Linked DNA regions of Mus musculus: all the other regions are linked to region 1. A link is a contact called in public HiChIP or PLAC-seq data. All regions are on one chromosome and are shown on one strand. Each heading gives the region's core, a stretch centred on a gene start, on an enhancer-like site or on the middle of the called end of the contact. The rest is flanking DNA. Distances are from core to core; before and after follow the strand shown.

The links. HiChIP or PLAC-seq counts read pairs in DNA pulled down with a chosen protein or histone mark.
Region 2: an H3K27ac HiChIP or PLAC-seq map of microglia shows a contact between it and region 1, with 5 times the contacts expected there. The contact joins two enhancer-like sites. A contact is called at or near these places in 1 of 15 datasets of contacts at CTCF or cohesin (large pre-B cells), 8 of 484 Hi-C or Micro-C datasets (B cells, CD4 T cells, bone marrow-derived macrophages and 5 more) and 4 of 115 datasets of contacts at active chromatin or transcription factors (effector CD8 T cells, large pre-B cells, memory CD8 T cells and 1 more).
Region 3: a Foxp3 HiChIP or PLAC-seq map of regulatory T cells shows a contact between it and region 1, with 9 times the contacts expected there. The contact joins two enhancer-like sites. A contact is called at or near these places in 2 of 115 datasets of contacts at active chromatin or transcription factors (microglia and regulatory T cells).
Region 4: a contact with region 1 is called in a BATF HiChIP or PLAC-seq map of CD8 T cells, with 5 read pairs. The contact joins two enhancer-like sites. A contact is called at or near these places in 2 of 484 Hi-C or Micro-C datasets (the HL-1 cell line and regulatory T cells), 2 of 115 datasets of contacts at active chromatin or transcription factors (CD8 T cells and effector CD8 T cells) and 1 of 9 other capture datasets (embryonic stem cells).

The regions. Positions count from the first base shown.
Region 1 is chr1:138,558,687-138,561,267 of GRCm38.p6, forward strand. All of the region lies in intron 2 of Nek7 (NIMA (never in mitosis gene a)-related expressed kinase 7), which reads right to left. Among named protein-coding and RNA genes, the nearest start is that of Nek7, 60 kb to the right of the region's middle. Within about 2 kb of position 1,280, at least 60 of the 459 cell types and tissues checked have an H3K27ac peak or open chromatin away from gene starts, as enhancers often do. A contact at or near this core is called in CD8 T cells, effector CD8 T cells, microglia and 1 more, where this site is marked.
Region 2 is chr1:138,129,015-138,131,595 of GRCm38.p6, forward strand. All of the region lies in intron 1 of Ptprc (protein tyrosine phosphatase, receptor type, C), which reads right to left. Among named protein-coding and RNA genes, the nearest start is that of Ptprc, 45 kb to the right of the region's middle. Within about 2 kb of position 1,302, at least 16 of the 459 cell types and tissues checked have an H3K27ac peak or open chromatin away from gene starts, as enhancers often do. A contact at or near this core is called in microglia, where this site is marked.
Region 3 is chr1:138,147,812-138,150,392 of GRCm38.p6, forward strand. All of the region lies in intron 1 of Ptprc (protein tyrosine phosphatase, receptor type, C), which reads right to left. Among named protein-coding and RNA genes, the nearest start is that of Ptprc, 26 kb to the right of the region's middle. Within about 2 kb of position 1,275, at least 73 of the 459 cell types and tissues checked have an H3K27ac peak or open chromatin away from gene starts, as enhancers often do. A contact at or near this core is called in regulatory T cells, where this site is marked.
Region 4 is chr1:138,298,370-138,300,950 of GRCm38.p6, forward strand. No RefSeq gene overlaps it. Among named protein-coding and RNA genes, the nearest start is that of Atp6v1g3, 26 kb to the left of the region's middle. Within about 2 kb of position 1,307, at least 72 of the 459 cell types and tissues checked have an H3K27ac peak or open chromatin away from gene starts, as enhancers often do. A contact at or near this core is called in CD8 T cells, effector CD8 T cells and regulatory T cells, where this site is marked.

The sequences.
Region 1 (2,581 bases), core at 30-2,529:
GAAAGTACAGGCTGTTTCTTACATGTAGTTCTGGTGTATGTTCTTTCACAGACAGCCCAGATATTACAATATTTCAAATTATAAAAAAAAAAAGTAGAAATCCCCACAACTCAAGCCTATGATCATTATTTAAATTAATATCCCTAGAAATTTTTAGCATTGCACTCTGATTACTGTTATATAATTTTAGAATTAAAATATGCAACATTATGCATATTTTTTGCAACATTAAACCCTCCTCATTTAAAATCTAAAAATGAAAATAGCCACAAACTGTCATAAACCTCTACCAAAATGTAAATATAACACTCCATTGTTTAACAGTCATCTTCCTGTAGTATTTTACCTTTTCTGTCCCCACGTTTTTTACAGTCTGAATTAAAGGAGGAAAAGGGAAATCTACTGTCTTACAAGAGACCTGAGTAATGAAAGACAGAAGAATCAAATAAAATGTCCAGTCACTGCTCTCTAGATGGTAATGCGTACCACCTAGGGGGGAAGAACAAGAAAGCTAATAAAAAAATCTGCCTTAACTTCACTAGAGAAGCAGCAATGCAAATAAACAAATAAACAAATAAATAAATAAAAACACACAAGTTCCATATTCTAAACCTTAAACACAAAGGGCTTCATACCATACTAAAAATGCAAGCACAGGTCCCAGGCTATGTGTGGGCTTATAGGCGCCTCTCGAGTAAGGAAGAGGAGAGCCATGCTAAGAACATACACTGCTCATCACTCCATCAGACCTGGTGTCCATGCGACACACAGAAGGCTGACTTCTTTAGGTTTCTGTTTGTGTCCACGCTGCCATTAGCATTACAAAAGTGAAGGGGTCACTGGGCTAACCATATGTTACCATATCACCCCCATTATTCAGACCAATGGTGTGGAACAAAACAAAGGGAGGTTGTCAACCCTAAGCCCAGGCTGTCCTTCCCTGTCTTTTAAAATGCTACGGAGAGCAGGAACATTTCTCAAAGACTTAATAAGCAATAACGCCTATAAGCTCTTGTCAGGTAATCTTTCTTTCGCTGTCTCACACCATCAGTCTGAAGGCAGAGGGGAGGAAAGGGGAAAGCCCCTCCCTTCCCCCCATATGCCTGCCACAAGGCAGCCAAGCCTGGGATGACACTTGCCTGTTTCCAACAGGGAAAGTGGTCGGTCCACCCACACAGGAGCAACAGCAGGAGGCAGAAACGAAAGGACTGGTGTGAAAAGAGATGCAGAACCGGTCTATGATTTTGAAATTTAGACTGTGTGGCAGCCTAGTGTCTCATAAGAAAACAATTACTTTCATTTCTGCCTCCTACTGCCGCCCCGACCTTTCTTGGTTGGCAAGTCAGTAGGAGGCAAAAAAAAAAAAAAAAAAAAGAAAAAAAAAGGGGATTTTTTTTTTCTTTGAAGCACAGGACCAGCCAAAACTGTGAACTTCAGAATCACAACATGAACTCCCTAATTTTTAGAGGTGTTCTTTTATTGTCTTTGCTAGGAACGGTGTAATAATGGTGTCTCAGTGTCTCATCATCGGATGAGATGGCATTAAACTAGGTAGAGCTAATACCATTTGCTTATAACAATCTTGATCGTGTAACTTAAGACCGTTACAAAGTTACAGATAGACTTGATAGAGCCAATCCTGAAAGCAAAAGTATTCTTGCTCTAAATGGTTTTTCTCAACACTGAAAACTCAAGTACAGAGAACATAGCAACACAACGTATATTAAATATATATATTTGAGAATGATTAAACATGGTCCTTTTAAGGGCATCCTGATTGGCTTCAACTCTGTATCTACCTGAGCCTTACTACAAGTAAAAAAAAAATAAGAGCTCAGCAGTGTCCAAAGTAAATGTATCCTTTCTCACAAGATTTAGCTTAATAAGAAGAGCTAAGGAAAATGCCCACATGAGCAAACGAAACAAAGATAACAAAGATTCAGGAAACACCAGAACAAACATCAAGATCCTCCATCAAGTTTCCGTGGGAAGACCGGGAGTTGGGACAGGCCCTACGGCAGTGCTGGCGCTTTAGATGGTCCCGGAAGGATGGACCAGATTTTAAAAACTAAAGAGCGAGCAGGAAGGCGTGTAGAACATGGGTGAGTTCAGGGAATCAGCAAAGACAGTTTTCTGTAGGCTGCATTTCTGAGCTGTGCTGCTGGGAGAAGCCAACAGATGCACTGAAACGAATGAAACCACAGACTAAGCAAGTGTGGAGACCAATATGGGCGTCACACATGCCCGCTTTGGGAGTCAGTGCGCACTGCACGCGGAAGTCTGTGGGGACGTTGCCACACACCCACTCCACTACAGATTTCACTTGTAAGTCCTGTCGGGTCCTCAACACTGAGAACCTTTGAGCAAAACCGAGGCAAGGCCAGTGGAGCGTAAGTGAGGGCTGCTGTAGAAGACCTCTCAATACCAGGCTGAGAAGCAGCCTGTATGAACGACAGTAGGGACAATGAGGTGCCACCTGGGAAAGTGAAGCTTACACTGTAAGCATCCATTGCATATGGGGCTCTGCGGGGCACCTTAACAACAAATGCTGGGAAACTCCAAGTTGAATTTCAATAGTATG
Region 2 (2,581 bases), core at 52-2,551, 430 kb before region 1:
CTTGTTTTGTTTACAAAGTCCTTCCAGGTAGATTTTTCAATACCAGTAGCTCTCTTATTCGACATGATAAACAGCATGGAAAAAGATTAACCTGTCAAAAATTCTTTTAAAAATAACTCCAAATAATTTTTTAAATCATCTAGAGTATAAACTAATCACTTTAAGAAACTATGAATTCTCCTCGGCAATAAAGATTCAAAGTACACATAAATATCTCCCAGGTATTACCCATTAAAGGAAAAAACACAAAAGAAACACTATGAATCTTAAGGCAGAAATGCAGTAAAGTTGCCCTACAGAGATAGCCTAGTTATAAAGCCACTATCTGAAAGCCATCCACGCCCATGTTATTTAAGATCTTTTGCATATACTAACAGCTACCTCTGTGGATACTTTACATATCAAATACACTGGAAGGCAGAGGGCTTCACATGAATATTTATAGGAGTTGTGCTACTTAAGATCTACAACAGTTAGAGATGTGTCTGTCATGTTTCTGGAAATCTTTCTAAATTACCTGAATAGATTATCACCAAAATCATAAGTAGACATAGCCTTCGAGGATCCTTATTGTTACACAGAAAAACCTGAAATGACTGGGTGGGGGGTGCATTTAGTTAGCACATGGCCTTCCATTTGACTGCTTACAGGGTCACAGAGTAACCTGCTGGGGCCCTGCAGAGCAAATGAGTCTAAGTAGCATTCTGATCAGCTCCCTCTATAGCAGCAGCACTATCCACCCAAAGCAACCCATCTGCTGTCAATACATCTGGTATTGAGAAATAAAACCTTTGCAAAGTGACTCATAACCAGTGCAAATAGGATGAAGTGTTAGTAAAAGTAACATCTCATCTCTCTCTCTCTCTCTCTCTCTCTCTTTCTCTCTCTCTCTCCACACACACACATATATATATGAATGTCTGTATATATATGTATATGTGTGTTTTGTGTATGTATACATATACACATACACATACGCATATGCAAACACATACACACAAACCCATATGTATGAACAAAATTTAGAAAAAATAACAATAGCTGAAGAAAAAATACATGAAGTAGGCGTGTAAATTAAGAACAGTACGTTTACAGGTAGATGACAGTAAAGTGGAAGAAAATCACTTTTCTAAAATATGGATTTTAAAGTCTTTTTCTAAAATTTGTAAATGCAACAAGTATAGACACACACACACAATCAGGGCACTCTACACACAAGCATAGACACTCAGTGTGTCTATGTGTTACAGAATCTTCTACTCTTCTGGTTACACAATTTTCCTGTCTTTTTTTTTCTTTAGCAATATTTCAGTAGATGGCACCAGAGAACCAGAAATCTGTAAATCATCACCTGGTGAGCATTTCCCCATTATAATCCTGTTGTGAATTACCAGCGGAATTGACTAGATACATTAAACACGTGAACATGGAGATGACAGAGCCCTTGATCTTCAAAGCTCTGTTATTCTAACACGTGTATTGTTAACCGAATTTACCTTTCCCAATATGTTTCTTTTACAACTGGAAATGTTTAAATGTTTGCAAATCAAAGTTACCTTGAAGTCACACCCCTAAGTCTGCCATCAGAGATTTAAGAAAAAGTAGGAATCAGTTTGAGTGGAAATGACATTTCAAAGGACATATTTGGGCTTTAAATATCATCTATTCCACCACCAACCTCCCTTCCAAAACAAAAGGAAAGAAAGAGAACCCCGTGGATCCCATGAGGGGATTTAAGTCTGTCTGCTTTGCAAGGACAGAAGAGTGGGAGCAGAATAGAGGAAATAATACTTACTCTGGGTACTAGCCTAAAAAGAAGAGGGAGTGTTTTGAAGATTTGGAATGTATATCTGCATAACTTCCCTCCATGAGCCCAAAGGCTGTACAAAAGTGGGACCAGTGGATAAACACAAAAGAGGCAGCCAGAGCAGCATGCACGCTTTCTCTTCTTAGTGTGGCAATATCAGTGGGCATCAATAAAAATGGAGGATTGCATCTACTATGTCCATTCTATAAATGGTATAAATGGTATATTCTACCCTAGAATGGTAATTCTAGGTATATGATCTGGTCTGTAATGACAAAGGAGTTCTGATCAATGTTACATAAACTGTGCACGGTAGCATAGCCATGTAATCCCAGTTAGAGTCACAATTTCAAAACCAGACTGGGCTGCAGAGTGAATCCAAGGCCAGATTGGGCAACTTGGTAATATTGTGTCTCGAGGGAAAAACATACAAGGTAAGAGTTCTGAAGTGGAGAGCATTTGACTACCATGTGAGAACGTCTGGGATCCTTCTCCAGTAATACACACACACACACACAAACACACACACACACACACACACACACACACACACACACACACACACACACACACAAATAGAGAACTAAGAAAAAATGAGGGAACTATCAGAAGTGGTCCTTCTTGCTTCCATCCACTGATGGAACACAGAGTGTAAACAACTCACTGAAATCCTATCACAATCAGACAATGCCAGTGTCACTTGGCCAACAGTTGTTTTTAATTTAGCCATCTCAGTAAGCCATACAAGGCAGCCATTCTTCTCTGTATTTTCTA
Region 3 (2,581 bases), core at 25-2,524, 410 kb before region 1:
GAAAGAGTAGACAAAGACCTATTTTCTATTTTCATCTCCATTATAATTAACTCTCCCCAAATCAGATTTTAATATATATAACATATTATATCTCAACTAATACTCTAATGTGTGTTTTTCAGTCTCTGCTCCAGTTTGCTTTGTTTTAAGACCCATGGGTGTTCACAGTTTTTTACATTCCTGTCTCACATATTTCAGTGATTGCTGTTTAATTACTAAGCCGTCAGTCAGGAGCTAAGCAGGTCTATATTTAGGAAACTGTGTTTTTATACCTACTAAACCATAAGCTGCTGCTCAGTGATTATAAATATTCCTTCACAGAGATCTATGCTGACAGTGTTGATTCTTTAAAAAAGAAAACCTGAGAACATCAACAGGAACATTTTACTTGACATTTTAGAACATGCCCACTGCATACCCTCTCTGAGCTATGCCAGGGTTACTCTCTCTGCAGAACCACCTTACACATGTCTACATTTCTAGAAAAGTTCCTGAGATAAATAAATCTTAAGTGCTAACTCAAAGTGGAAAACCTATGTTATTTTAACATGGAGAAAATATTTTGAAAGCTCTAAATCAAAACTCTTACAGGAGAAAAACAAAATCATATCAGTTATTTTTGTTATTTAGAATTTCATACATGCAAGCTAATTGTTTGCTCCTTTGCTTTTGATGTCTCTCCACTACTCCCTCCCAATTTCATGAGCCATTTGTTTTGTTTTAAAACCCACTCAGTCTACTTGGTACTGTCATTATGTGCCTGGATTCAGGGTCATCTAATGGAGGATGGTTAGTATCCTTTCACTAAAGTGTAGAAGAAAGTCCATGTACATAGATAATTAAAATGCAGTATTTATACAAATAAGATTCTCGAGATGCTGAGCATAAGGACTGAGGAGAACGGAAGTATAATCATGTATAATCATTTAGTAGTCTTTAAGACTCAATGACAACGATGTCTCTAGGTTTCACTTAAAACAAACCCTGACTTTTATAGCTCTCTTTGTTGTGTCTCTCTGCACACATACTTAAGAGATATGCTGATCATTTGCTCTGTGGAGAAAAAAATCCTGGACCAGAAATGGGTTCTGCTTCAAATACCATGGCTGAAATAGCATCTCAAACTGGCACACTAGGCAGATGTTACAAAGAAATATGCAAATGGTTGCATAGTAACCACAAAACTGAATAAGCTCATTATCAAGGTTCAAACTGTGGTAGATGTGAGAGTTTGGCAGTGACGAATTCTTAGAGCTGAGGCTGAAGATTCTTCTCTGTCCCTGGCCATGTGCTTGGCTCTGGTTGTCTGCCAGCCTCTTCCAGGCTCACACCCACCCACCGACACCCAGTGCCTTCTTTTATGCTCTCTGCCTTCCGTTCTCATAAAGTGTGCTCTGCCACACGGCTGGATCTGCAACTCATCAAGCTGCCTAATTCATTTTTAGAAGCTATTAAACATGTAAAAATTTACCTTTGGGGGTTATTTTCATAAATAGTTTCATAAATGATGAAACCACTTTACCCAAAGGGCTTCCTTTTCCTCTCCACTTCTTGTCTTATCCTTGTTCTTCTGAGGCTGATGTTTTTAGGTGGAATTAGAAAATGGATCCTATTGTGGATCGTGGCCTTCAGCTACGGTACTTGCAAACCCAGCCCCTAGTGAGCTCTGCCACAGCCCACTATGATTCTACTGCTGTTCTTCATGCAGAGTTGACTGGTTTCCTCTCTGTGCTCTTCATTTCCCTTTGGAAATTCTTACTTCTTATAGAAGCAAAGCAACAACAGCTATAGTCCTACATAATTTGGAATTCTGAGCTACCTATGGCCTCTCTGTTCTTAGAGTGTTCACAGAGTCTTCCATACATTGGTTTCTCTGCCCCTCCAGTTCCATTCTCAGCCATTCCCTCTTGTCTTCTAACCTGAAAAGTATTTGAATTTTCTGAAAACTGCTCCTCCTCCTCCTCCTCCTCTTCCTCTTCCTCTTCCTCTTATACTCCTCTTTCTCCCACATCCTCTACACCCTCTCCTGGTATGTATGGGCCTTTCTAATTCCTTATTATTCATCCTCACCTTCATCTTGATCATATGTTTTTCTCCCAAACCATTTGATGATATTCATTTCTCATTGCCTTCAAGTGTAGCGAGTGGCCTTTGTGAAACACTCAGACCCATCTTACTGTCTCTGTCTAACTGCATATGAATCACAACATGTTACTGTGTATACAGAAAAGTCCACTCTTCTAACGTTTAAGTATTTTTTTTCTGTATCCTAGACTCTTTCTCTCTGAATGAAGCCAACTTCTACACAGTCTTCAAAGCCCACCTACATGTCAACAACTTCAGCCACTATGGTACTTTGTCCATATACTTATATATGATATCAGCCTGTTTTTGCTTAATGTTTCTTTCTATATTCATCCCTGACCAGCTTAACACTCAGTGATCTGCTCTTAGAACAATTCATTTTAATTTGTACTTCTGCATGAAGTATCAGCAACATGATAATTCTTGTGTGGTGTTTAATCACCCCTTCCCTTATGCTGCATACAGATGTAGGCCCAATGGCTTCACTTCTCTAACA
Region 4 (2,581 bases), core at 57-2,556, 260 kb before region 1:
GCATTTACAGGGCAATAAAACTGTAAGATCAAGATCTGTTTAAAAAGATTTTCACACTTCTTCCTCTGGGAGACTGAGATAAGAGGAATCCCATCTGGAGGCCTATAATCTACATAGGGTATTCATAACCAGCCTGGAATGCACAGTGAGATACTGTCTCAGAAAAACAAAACAAACAAATAAAAAACAGTAAACAACCAAAACAAACAGCACTCCCCAAATGATGGAAGTTTCTTTAAAACTAGTTCAGTCAGCAAGACTTGCAGCAGAATATAGACAAAAGTGAATATTCCATTGACCAGGCTGAAGGCAAAGACAGGATTGCAGGAAGGCCTTTGGTGTTTCACTTGGAAAGCTTCTTGTGGGCACAACCAGACACTTGAAGACATGAACCTGAACCCTGGGCAAGGAATGTCCTGATAGAGGTTATAGCCACATAGTTATGGGGCACCTCCTTGGTAGGGTGCTATAGCTTGCTGATAAGTGATGCTAACACAATCCTTAGGGCAAAGCCTACTGTCTCGTGGCACTTAAACGTGTCTTCTGTGGTGAGTAAAAGCTCGATTCTCTTACCAAGGTGATCACAGCTTGAGTGGGGTCATCTTTCACAATCTCAGATTTCTATTGGAAATAAGGGAAAGCAGACAACTGCTAATTCATAATGAAAACAGATGATTACAGGGTTTGTGGGGGTAATGTTTTTAATGGTGAGCTTGAAAGAAAGGCATAGGCAGATGTAGATGTGGTAAAAGAAGCAAACATGTTCTCAGATTCAGAATTTGTGAAAGTACTTTTTCTGGTAGTAGTGGTTTACAGGAAAGATCTGACCATGTGTTTTAGAATAAATGAAACTGATAGAGCATTTTTAACAAAAAAACAAGAAACACTATATTCTTGTACCATTCTTCTGTTTAAACGCAGGGAAATACAAGAAAACACTACTTAAATATACGTGTAAGACAGATGTTTCGGGCTATTGGTATTCTTAGAGAGTTAACGCCCAGTGTCCAGTATATCTCTTTTAAAGCACCATTGTGTACCAATCTCACTCTTCACTCTTGTCTGCATTGCTTTTGATAGAGAGTTATGAGGAAACATCCAACCCACCAAGAGAAGGCCATGACAGAGCAGAGCAGCGCTTCTATCCACATTAGTTTATTGAGTTTAGTTAGAGAAACATGGGGAACTCAGAAGCAGCCATAGCAGAGAAGAGTGCCACCAGCATGGGGGATATATCGCTCACCAAGGCTGTATCACTGAAAGCCCAACCACAGGCAAACTTGCACTTCCTATGAGTTCTAACACGCCCCCACCCCCCAGACAGCTGCAGGGCAGGAAGGAGCTGTGGCTGAAGTCTCAGGTGAGGATTTGCTGACACCAACCCCCTTCTGTGAGAGCGTTAACATGCCTGTTTCCATTACCACAGAGCTGCCTAACACTGTATTAATTTTGCTTATTTCATGGCCAAGACTTCAAGGTCCTGATATTCTCTCAGTTACCATGGTAAACTCTGCTCCATGGTGCCAGGCAGTAGTGATTGATGTCTGACCCAGAGGAAGTATCTGTCCTTGAACACTACTCTTCCCCTTACTTTCCGTGCTGAGTAGCCTTGAGACCCATGATAATTATACTAGATGGTAGAAAACTCAAAACGGCTTTTCTAAAGGTCAGGAGAAGTACAAGGGGACTTGTCTCAGCACTTTCCCCCACCCCCCCCCTGAGCTGAAGACCAAACACAGCAGATCTTTTCACTTAGTAAACAAGTGCTTTCCCACTGAGCTAAATCTCCAAACCCTCACCCCAATACTTTCTTCAATATAGTAACATATGTATTGACGATATGACAACTCTATGGTATGGTTAAGGGAAAGGTTTTATTCTAGATAGGTGAGGGGAAGGGGGGCAGAGAGAACAGCCAGAGGCATCTAGAAGACTCCAGAGCGGGGGGAGGGGGGTGCAAAGAGAGACAGAACATAGAAAAATTGCAGGATTATAAAGAGAATTAATATCTGGGGTGGAGGGGAACCATTGAGCTGGCAACGTTTAAGGAGGAAGGAGAGAAGATGCTGGTGTGGACTTTGAAATGTTTAACAGATACTTATGATAATGAGGAAGCCTAGAGGCCAGCATATACGTTGGTATGCTAATAGGGTCCAGATAGTCATAGGCTAACAGGATCCACAGATAGTCATTTGTCCCCTCTGTCTATGGGAATTTGGAGAAGTAGATTTTCCTTTGGACCTGACAAGTCCTAGTCAGTATAATTAGGCAAAAAAAAAAAAAAAAAAAAAAAGACTTTCAAATGGTAAAGGTTTTCAAATTATAAAGTAAGAAGTTTTTTATCTTAAGCCTACCTATGACATAAGATTAGGCCTAGAAACCCACAAAAGTCACATAAATAATAAGCAAAAATAATTTTTATCCATACACTAATAAATAATTTTAAAATACATTTAAAAACAATCCCATTTGCAAATGAGAATAAAATATTTACTAGTAGAGTTAATGAGGTAAATGGCATAAGTATATATAACTAAAAGCTACTTCATAAACAAGGTATGGTAGCATACACCTGCAATCT